Regions from separate parts of the Zea mays genome. Here regions 1 and 2 are each linked to region 3. The links are chromatin contacts, called in public Hi-C maps. All regions are on one chromosome and are shown on one strand. The core of a region is the stretch at or near the end of the contact, and the rest is flanking DNA. Distances in the headings are between cores, read along the strand shown. Region 1 holds the start of LOC100193518 (nucleotide pyrophosphatase/phosphodiesterase). Region 2 holds the start of LOC100282013 (60S ribosomal protein L35). Region 3 holds the start of LOC100284101.

Region 1 (3,026 bases), core at 153-2,652, 460 kb after region 3:
TAAAACCTGTCTTTGAAAGTACCGATTCACGATAATGCATGAGATCCAAACAACCACCTAGGCTTAGGTTCGGTCTAAACGTCCAGTAGAAGTCGACCGTCCGTCGTATAGTATCGTACAAACAAGTAGCTAGTATTATAAGTTAAATAAATCTTAGCCTACTTATACTTACTACTCTGATTCTTTTTAAAATTTTCTTGTTCTTTTTTCTCATCTTTTACTGCTTTACTCTAATTACTCCTACCTTTTCACTCATAAAGAAAAAAAATAGATTTTACACCTTAAAATCCTACAGCTAAGTTATTCTCCTAAAAAATAGAAGTCCCAATTCTAGACATAATAGTAGGTAAAAAACTATTTTATATAGAAATTTATAGGCTCAAATGTTTGCTCTTATAGGAAATGCTTGATTTACATTTTGGTTGAGTACACCTGACCGCGAGGTAGTTGGGCTGGGTGTGCATGCCGGAAAGGAGATGAGAGTGGGCCCAGGGGTAAAGAATAGGCCCGAGAGCTCTCCCTTCTTTCTTTTCTATTTCTATTTTCTGTTTGCTGTTCTTTTTTCAAATTCAGATTCAATAAAGTTTGAATTTCCAATTCTATTAGAATGCTCAATCAAAGAAAATATCAGCATGCAATGAAAATTCATATATATATATATATATATATATTAGTTGTTTTATAAAGTTAGGAATATATAATTCATGAATGAATAATTCAATCAAACAAATAAATTGGAAGTCTTTCTATTATTTCCTTTGCGAATTTCAAATAAAATTTTAGTTTCAAAATTCAACTTCAGTTTCGAAAGTCAAATATAATTTCTGAAAATCGGCATAAGCTAAATTATTTTTTTAATAGTCAGAAATGTGGCATGTACGTCGTGTGTCATACCAATTATTTGTCTTGTTTGCTACGGCTTGCTGCGACTTTAATGTGGTTGCGGATGTGGCTCTTACAGTATTTTATCTCTACGGATTGCAGGTGCAGCCACAGCTGCTGAACATGCTAGCTTTTACGATTAGGTGGTGATAAAAGAACATGTGTGGTTGCTACACGTGAGAGTAGTTGTGATCCAAATAAATAATTACACAGTAACATGGTATAGAACACCATTGACAGAACACCTACTTAAAAACCATGTTTATTTGAAAGTTCATTGTAAAACCTGTCTTTGAAAGTACCGATTCACGGTAATGAGATCCAAACAACCACATAGGCATAGGCTTAGGTTCGGTGTGAACGTCCAGGAGAAGTCGACCGTCGTATCGTACAAACAATTAGTATTATAAGCTAAACAAACGGCGCGGCCGTACGCGGAATTTCTGGCCATATCCGAAGCATATAACTTCCTTATCTTTATAGATCCTGTACGCGGCCAGCGGCGGAAATCTCTCCGAGAGCCCTCGCGAATTGAAGCTGCTGGGCACGGCTATCTAGCTGTATCGCTCGTCGAGTCAACTCCCCGCGCGCGTCGTCTCGTTCGAGTTCTCTCGCATCTCGATCGGGTGCGCTACACGTAGACGTAGCGTCCGCTGATACATAAACCGCACGGCGGAAGCTGCTCGGTGCTCTCCCTACTAGTTCCAAAAGGAAGCAAGGAAGATAGCATCATCGATCGTGTCATGAGACCGGCGGAAGGCGCGGCGCGGTTGGTTTGCCTGCTCCTGCTCGCCGCCGTGGCCGCGGGGCACGCCGGCGTGCAGCCGCTGGCGCGCATCGCCATCCACCGCGCCCGCTTCGCGCTCGACGCGTCCGCCGCCGTGCGGGCCTCGCCGGAGCTGCTGGGAACCAAGGTACGTAGCTACACATGCCTCTCTGCCGCCCTTAATAATGATGCTTTTGATTCTTTTTTTCGCCCCCCAACATCGCGATCTGCGTGCTTGGAACTGTGCATGCATTATTCTTCCATGTGCCGTCCGTCGTCGGCCTGCTGGAAAAAAAGGCATTTTGTTTGCATTGCGTCGTCAAAAACGAGAGCGTACGTAGAATGACCAAATCAACCGACAAGTTAGCTAGGTAGTGGAAGAATCCTAGCTAGGAGAGAGCATTAATTTGGCAATGTATAGTACCTGTTCCGGTCCCATCAGTCTAAGAGAAAAGGCCGGAACCTAAATCCATCATTCACCATGGACCTCCAAATAAAGGGGATGAAGCTAACTAGATATATAAAGTTCCAGCCAGCCATAGAGATGATTGAACCAACGACTCCCCATCTCCATTGCATGCAGCAGGCTTTCGTGAGCGCAACGCAACGGGCCTTCTTTTGCGTCCACTTGGAGCAGACGCCGTAGTGCCAAGCCATTAGCTAGCCAAATGGCCGGATATGCCGGTTCCGTGATGACCCTTCCCAAGACGACGAGGAGTGAGCTGCTGAGAGGCGTCATCTCAGTAAACTATTTCGAGTCAAACACTTGTGCCAAATTATTAGGGCCATATCGCCTTCAGTATCTCCGCCTCCAGCAGCCAACAAACTTGGACTAGAGAGACTCCATGCTATCATATATGTACAGTACTTGTTTTTAATTTCTGCAAGGAGAAGAGTTCCTAAATAAAATAGGAGCGAGCTGTGTACTTTTGCTTTCAAAAGAACAGCTTAAATAAATCTCTTGCATTGACGCGTTGCTTTCAATCCTTCTTCCTTTACGCACGCACCTTTTTTACGTGTCCAATTGACAATCGCTCCCACAGGTTTCGGTTAACAGAGGGGTCGGTTTTTCCTTTCTTTTTCTTTTACACAGAATTTTCGGTTACCATCCTTCAAAAACCGGACTTCAAAAAACCGAACCGAAAAAAAATCGGTTAACCGAATGCCTGTGTCACCCGGCCTGGTCTAACAAGTTGCAAAATGTATAGACGGATGAACTATCGAATCTATGTGGTATGGTCACACAATGTAGGGTACTACTGATTTTCAATCCTCGCGGCCTTTGTAGATTTGTGTGGTTAAAATGAAACGCAACAGTTTACTGAAATAAAGCAAATGAAAATCAACATAATTCGTTAAAATCAAAAGAGAACGTGAA
Region 2 (3,306 bases), core at 352-2,851, 420 kb before region 3:
AAGGTAGTCGGAAGGACACCTATGTACAAAAATACTACTGCCAATAAAAAATTCGGCAGCACCTCTCCTATAAAGTGAGGTTTCTAAAACTTGCAAAGAAACAACAACACGATGGTTGCCAACACATAAAACTGCACAACGGCTACATAATAAACAATATGCTAACCATATGATAAACAATGTGCTCAACAATATGCTACAAGTATATGCTAACTATATACTCACTAACTTTCGTTCTCCTATAATGACAGGCTGACTTTGGTGCACAAATAGAGGTAGTGAAATCTGTGAAGGATGCACGCTCTGACATCATTACAGTCAAAATCTCACGTCGGCCTTATTTCTCTATATGTTTGGTGTATATATCTTTAAAACAATACACTTTTGTAAAAAATGTAACTATGAATTACGTGGTAGGTAAAGTGGTTCATAATTAACTAAGTTCTTAGTGAATAGTTCTTCGTGGGGATGGATTATTGGACGAGTGGGGAGGCTCAACGGTTACTAAGTAAATAAAAACAATGAAAACAATTACCTCTCGTTCGACTGCGACGGATGGCTCGCGGTGGCGGGGAGCTCGCGGAGGAAGCGCGCGGTGGCGGGGCGCGTGGACTCGCGGCGGTGGCGACGCGCGGAGGAGCTCGCGGCGGCGGGGCGCGCAGAGGAGCTCGCGGCGGCGGCGAGGGCAGTCTGGGCTGCCTCGGCCGGTCGTGGGGGCAGGGCGGTCCGGTGAGAGGAGAGGCGGTGCGGTGAGAGGAGAGAAGAAGCGGTGGCAAGGTGAGGCAAAACAGAGAAGAGAAACGCGGTGAAAGGAAACGGATCGCCAGCGCCATGTCAGATCTCGGTGCGCACGCGGGCTGCCACATCAGCCCTGTCCGCCAGCGCCACGTCAGAGCTCGCCGCCATAGCCTATGGCGCCGAGTTGTGTTACCTCGGCATCATAGGCTATGGCGCCGAGTATCGGGTCCAAATCATGAATTAAGTCCTCCAGGGGTCTAAATGTAATTTTTTGTCACAAAATGGCTAAAAAACAAAAAAAATTCGGTATTCTTGTATTGGTTTGCACGATTTGAACCAATGTGTTGGTTTGTACCTGATATGTTTCTTTTATAAATGGCAAGTGCAAATCAAGGTAATGATGTGTAAACCGTGCAAACCAATATAAGAACGGAGATGTGTAAATGTTTTTAAAAATATCTAGAGAAGATGGACGAGTTGATTTAAATATTATATATTTTTTAAAAATGGTCCTCCTACCTTCGTTTTTATATTTGGTTACACGATTTTTTACAACGACATGTTAGTTTGCACCTGATCAGGTGTGAAATCAGTCTATTTGTGGAAACAACATATAAATGAAGGCAGAAGGACATTTTAAAAATATCTAAACGAGGTGGAAGCATCGATTGAAATATGATATTACACCGATAGGCCATGTTCGTTTGATCTAAAATCATAAGATTAAAGGAGATTGAAAAAAATTGAAGAGGATTTTGACTTGTATGTGATTTGATACCCCCAATCTCAACAGGATTTGCGCGTGGAGGTGTAGGGAAGTAAAACACACATTTTATCGACTCAATGTGCATGAGTCAAGGCCCATTCGGCCCGGCTAGAGCCCACAACAGGTCTAGGGTTTCCTGGTTCTCCCACGGGGTTTCAGGAGACACATATAATCCACACGCCGCCGTCTTTCTAAACTTCGCCATCCATTTTTCATATCCTCACTCGCCGCCGCCGCCGCTCGTCCCTCGCCCCATCGCGATGGGTAAGCACCTCAACTCCTCCTCGCATGTTCTCTCTCATCTGACCTTTCTCTTTTCGGTTCGCAGCCCGGATCAAGGTGCACGAGCTGCGGGGGAAGAGCAAGGCGGATCTGCAAGCGCAGCTTAAGGAGTTTAAGTCGGAGCTCTCCCTGCTACGCGTAGCCAAGGTCACCGGCGGGGCTCCCAACAAGCTCTCCAAGATGTGCGTTGACGGCGCTCGCCCTTGTTCCTCTTTTATCAAACTGGCTTTGCTTCGGACTTAACTTAATCGTGGATCCGTGGTTTCCACTCTTGCAGCAAGGTTGTGCGCACCTCCATCGCGCGCGTGCTGACCGTCATCTCGCAGAAGCAGAAGTCGGCGCTGCGTGAGGCGTACAAGAAGAAGAAGCTGCTCCCGCTCGACCTCCGCCCCAAGAAGACCCGCGCCATCCGCAGGCGCCTCACCAAGCACCAGGTATATGCTCATGTTCCTTGCGTCTACTCTAATTTGTCCGCATTAACGCGTCGTGTTTACATGCTGAAGCTCCTATCTGATTGTTCTACTAGTGCTGTGAGGCTAACTGATAGTTTATGGTCAATATTGATTTTGTACTGTAACTCTTGAGTTGTCGAATTGATCTTGTAGAGTGCGAAGGTGCTTCTTTTAATAAATAACAATAAGCTGTTCAGATGATTCGTATGACATATGCAGACATTCACAAACATAGTCGCAATGTTAGTTTCATAAGTGGATTGTTGAATCAGTATCAGATAGAACTAGCAGGGATTACAGTTCTATTCTTGCCTCTGCTGTTTACTATTTTTGTCTGTCAATGATCACAATGAAGTTATTGTTTGGATAGTGATTCTGTATTGATATCATCTTCATGCAGAGCTAATTGTGCATAGCTTTCATATTTGTTCGTCTTGACTGGAGATAGGTTTATGGTTTAGTTAAATGACCCAATGGGTTGGGGGTTTGTGTTAAGCTTGGTGTTGTCTTCACTGTATAATTGATATTCTGCTCCCATCCATGTCCTTCGTTAATAAATGCTAACATGATTCATTGCATTTGCCATGCAGCATCATATGCTGCCATTGTCAGTCTCAGATTGGTCGATTTGCATGCCATGAGAGCTGATGACTTGGCTATTTGTCTTAATGAATCTCTTTGTGATTGCCATTGTTACTGTCACTCCTTCCACTCGAAACTATAAGATGTTTTGTCTTTTCAAGATACATAGATTTTGCTATGCACTTAGATATACATTACATCTAGATATATAGTAGTATTTAGAAAACATGAAATGTCTAAGGGCTTGTTTGGGAGCAAGTGAAATGAAGGGGATTGAGGGGGCTAGAATCCCTAACTATTTAAAATTGAATAGTAGGGGATTATAACCCCTTCAATACCCTCCATTACCCTTACACCCAAACAAGCCCTAATAGTTTGGAATGGCATAGTAAATTCTAGTCCAATCACCTTAGGTCTAGTTTTCTTATTCTGTAGGGTTTTCATTCCATTTGCTAGTTGTCTATACGTTATTAGTAATGACATGTT
Region 3 (3,201 bases), core at 418-2,917:
GTATGGATACTGACTATTTGACATGACTTACTCTTCATGCCTAATTTATCACCTTGAAAGCTTAGGATGTACATGATAATTGGCAAAGATGTCATGCTGTAACTGGTGGTGATAATAAAATTAATGTGATGCATATACCAGCAAATTGATATTACAATGGGAATACCTGGCAGCGATGGCGAGGTCGTTGGGCTTCCACGGCTGCAAATCGGCACTGCTTCTGCTACACGGAGCTCGCGACCGATATCCCGTCGACTGGTGGCTCACGATCTTCCGCGCCGCTGCTAGTATGGGGACCTGGCGGCGATGATTGAACAAGATCTTCCGCGCAGCTGCAAGGGGCTCACGATCGCACGGGTGTTAATAAAATTAAGGTGGATGCATATACCAGCAAATTGATGATACAATGGGAATACCTGGCAGCGATGGCGAGGTCGTTGGGCTTCCACGACAGCAAATCGGCACTGCTTCTGCTACGCGGAGCTCGCGACCGATATCCCGTCGGCTGGTGGCTCACGATCTTCCGCGCCGCTGCAAGGGGCTCACGATCGCACGAGGATTTTGGTTGCGGGGCGGGGCGAGACGGATGGGGACGACGTCGGGATGTGATGGAGATGAGCTCTTTGACGGCACAGATGGCGGGTATATCACTGCAATCCATGGCGTGAGAGTTAAGGAGGTGGTAGTTGACGGGGAGAACGGCGTGGGGATCGCGGTCGGAGCGGGATTTGTTTGTTCGCGGCTTGAAGATGAGGATTCGGGGCGCCATGGGAATGCGCGGATATCGGATGAGTCGCGCAGTGCGGGGGAATCGGCGGGGGCGGCTGCGCGATGCGGGCTCGGCTGCGCGCGGCTGCGGGGGCGGGTCGTCTGCGGGGGCTGCTGCGCGGACTCTGCTGCGCGCTGCGCGGGGGCGGGTCGTCTGTGGGGGCTCGTCTGCGCGGGATCGGCTGCGCGATGCGGGCTCGGCTGCGCGCGGCTGCGGGGGCGGGTCGTCTGCGGGGGCTCGTCTGCGCGGGCTCGGCTGCGCGATGCGGGCTCGGCTGCGCGCGGCTGCGGGGGCGGCTCGTCTGCGGGGGCTGCTGCGGGGGCGGGTCGGCTGCGGGAGCTCGTCTGCGCGGGCTCGGCTGCGGGGGCTGCTGCGCGGGCTCGGCTGCGCGTGGGCGGTGCGGGGTCGGATGCGCGCTGCGCGGGAGCGGCTGCGCGCTGCGGGTCGGCTGCGCGTGGGCGGGGTCGTATGCGCGCTGGGCGTCTGCGCGGGGATGGAAATGGACGGTGGTGATTTGGTGGACGTAAATGGACGGTTGGGATATAGGTGGGGGCATGGTTGTGCATGGTCTACACTACCGTCTTAAGAATTAGTAGAGATAAAATATATCATAGTTATATCGTGATATATTTTAAACAATGGTATTATAAACTATAATTTTAACAAACAAAGTTACCAAACAATCCCTTGTCACAAAAACAGAAAAACCCCGCGCCTCTCGCGTCACCCACGCACGCACCCATCCCCATCACGGCCGTCCAGCCTCCGCTCTCCCGTGTTTCATGCCACGGCCCACGGCCCACGGCTCCTGAAGCACTCTTGGCCGCACGTGCCACTGCCCCAACCCGCCGCCGCGCCCGTACCCTTATTTAACCCCGCCGCTGCAGCAGCCGCCATCAACCTTTCCCTCTCCTCTCTGTTTCATCTCGCCAGCTTTGCGGGAAAAGAGACACCAGGGACAAGCCCCGCCTCCTCTCCCGAGTCCTGACGTGCCCCTTTTGCTCCGGCCCCACTTCCTCGCAAAACCCTAACCCCTCGATCTCCCAAGATGGCGTCGCAGCCGCCGCCCCCTGCCGCAGCCGCGGCATCTGGAGCTCCGCCGCCGGCACAAGTGGTAAGCTCACCGTCCCCCGATCCGGCCGCCGCCGGGGCCGACCTCGCCCGCTGGATCCGCGCTGACTCGATTCGTGCACCGTGCTTGGCCGCGGCCCTCCTCTTGTTATGTGCAGGTGGGCAACGCCTTCGTGCATCAGTACTACAACATCTTGCACCAGTCGCCGGAGCTCGTCTACCGCTTCTACCAGGAGGCCAGCTGCCTCGGGCGCCCCGCCGGCACCGGTGCCGACGGCATGGACACGGTCACCACCATGGACGTAAGTTCCTCGCCCACGCGCGTCTCTTACTCCCCCGCGGACCAGATCTGGTCGCCCCAGGCCTAATTCTCACCGCAATGGAGTGGTTTTGGGGTGGCGTGTGCCTCTGATTGCGTGTATGCGCGTCTGATTCTGCAGGCGATTAACGACAAGATCGTGTCCATGGGTATCGACCGGGCGGAGATCAAGGCGGTGGACGCGCAGGAATCGCTCTGTGGCGGCGTCAGCGTGCTCGTCATGGGTCATCTTACGGGGAGGAACAGCGTCAGCCGCCAGTTCGTGCAGTCCTTCTTCCTCGCGCCGCAGGAGAAGGGCTACTTTGTGCTCAACGACATACTGCGCTACGTTGGGGAGGGGGGAGGGGACGAGGGGGCTGAGAAGCAGCCAGCACCTGAGGTTGCTGCGGACGCGGAGACGACCACCTCTGCCCCTATCCTGGCCAACGGCACTGTCGGAGGAGACGCCACGACTGTTCCTCAGGGTGCGTAGCAGTGTAACATCTTTCAAACTGTTTTGTTGCTGTGATCATGTGTTTGAACCGATTTCTTTCTTTGTCTGTTTGTAGATGCTTCGCCGCAGCCTGAGTGCCAGGTGGCCGAGCCTGCACTTAATCCAAAGGAGGAAGTTCTGAACGGGGAGGTTTGTAACTCGCTAAGTGATGTGGAGAAGCCTGTTGCTGAGGAAACGCCGGTTCCTGATGTCATAAATGAAGTGCCAAATAATGTTGCAGTGGCTCCACCAATTTCATCCCCTCCTGTACCATTGAAGGAGGCACCAAAGAAGTCATATGCTTCAATTGTAAGTTTTCAAAAACCATTCATTTTCTTGTATCATGCTCAACATCATGGAATAAAATCAGTACCATAAGTTGTGCATGCATTTGGTTAACTAGATATGTGCCATTATAATTTTACCTTTTTTGAAACACACCATTACTATTGAAGAAAATATGCCTCTGCTGATGGAATTCTAAATATATTTGAGATATGCCAATATTTACGCCTGGATATGACTTGGTCCTAATGTCAGGCATATGGAGGGGTGCCATATATCCGTATG

What was found. Hi-C and Micro-C count contacts between places; a contact is called where the count stands out from the background.
Region 1: a Hi-C map of ear shows a contact between it and region 3, with 2.7 times the contacts expected there. The contact joins the promoter of LOC100193518 here to the promoter of LOC100284101 in region 3. A contact is called at or near these places in 2 of 25 Hi-C or Micro-C datasets (ear and tassel).
Region 2: a Hi-C map of tassel shows a contact between it and region 3, with 4 times the contacts expected there. The contact joins the promoter of LOC100282013 here to the promoter of LOC100284101 in region 3. A contact is called at or near these places in 2 of 25 Hi-C or Micro-C datasets (ear and tassel).

What each region holds. Positions count from the first base shown.
Region 1 is chr2:80,877,329-80,880,354 of Zm-B73-REFERENCE-NAM-5.0, forward strand. LOC100193518 (nucleotide pyrophosphatase/phosphodiesterase) reads left to right here and starts at 1,403. Exons shown (of 13, transcript NM_001138630.1): 1 at 1,403-1,796. The coding sequence starts at 1,626. It overlaps LOC118476326 (a long non-coding RNA gene), which reads right to left. Exons shown (of 2, transcript XR_004856250.1): 1 at 2,073-3,026; 2 at 1,129-1,933.
Region 2 is chr2:80,000,756-80,004,061 of Zm-B73-REFERENCE-NAM-5.0, forward strand. It overlaps LOC100282013 (60S ribosomal protein L35), which reads left to right and starts at 1,602. Exons shown (of 4, transcript NM_001154926.1): 1 at 1,602-1,768; 2 at 1,833-1,968; 3 at 2,064-2,220. The coding sequence starts at 1,765.
Region 3 is chr2:80,421,412-80,424,612 of Zm-B73-REFERENCE-NAM-5.0, forward strand. LOC100284101 reads left to right here and starts at 1,668. Exons shown (of 9, transcript NM_001156999.2): 1 at 1,668-1,883; 2 at 1,999-2,142; 3 at 2,281-2,623; 4 at 2,708-2,940. The coding sequence starts at 1,818.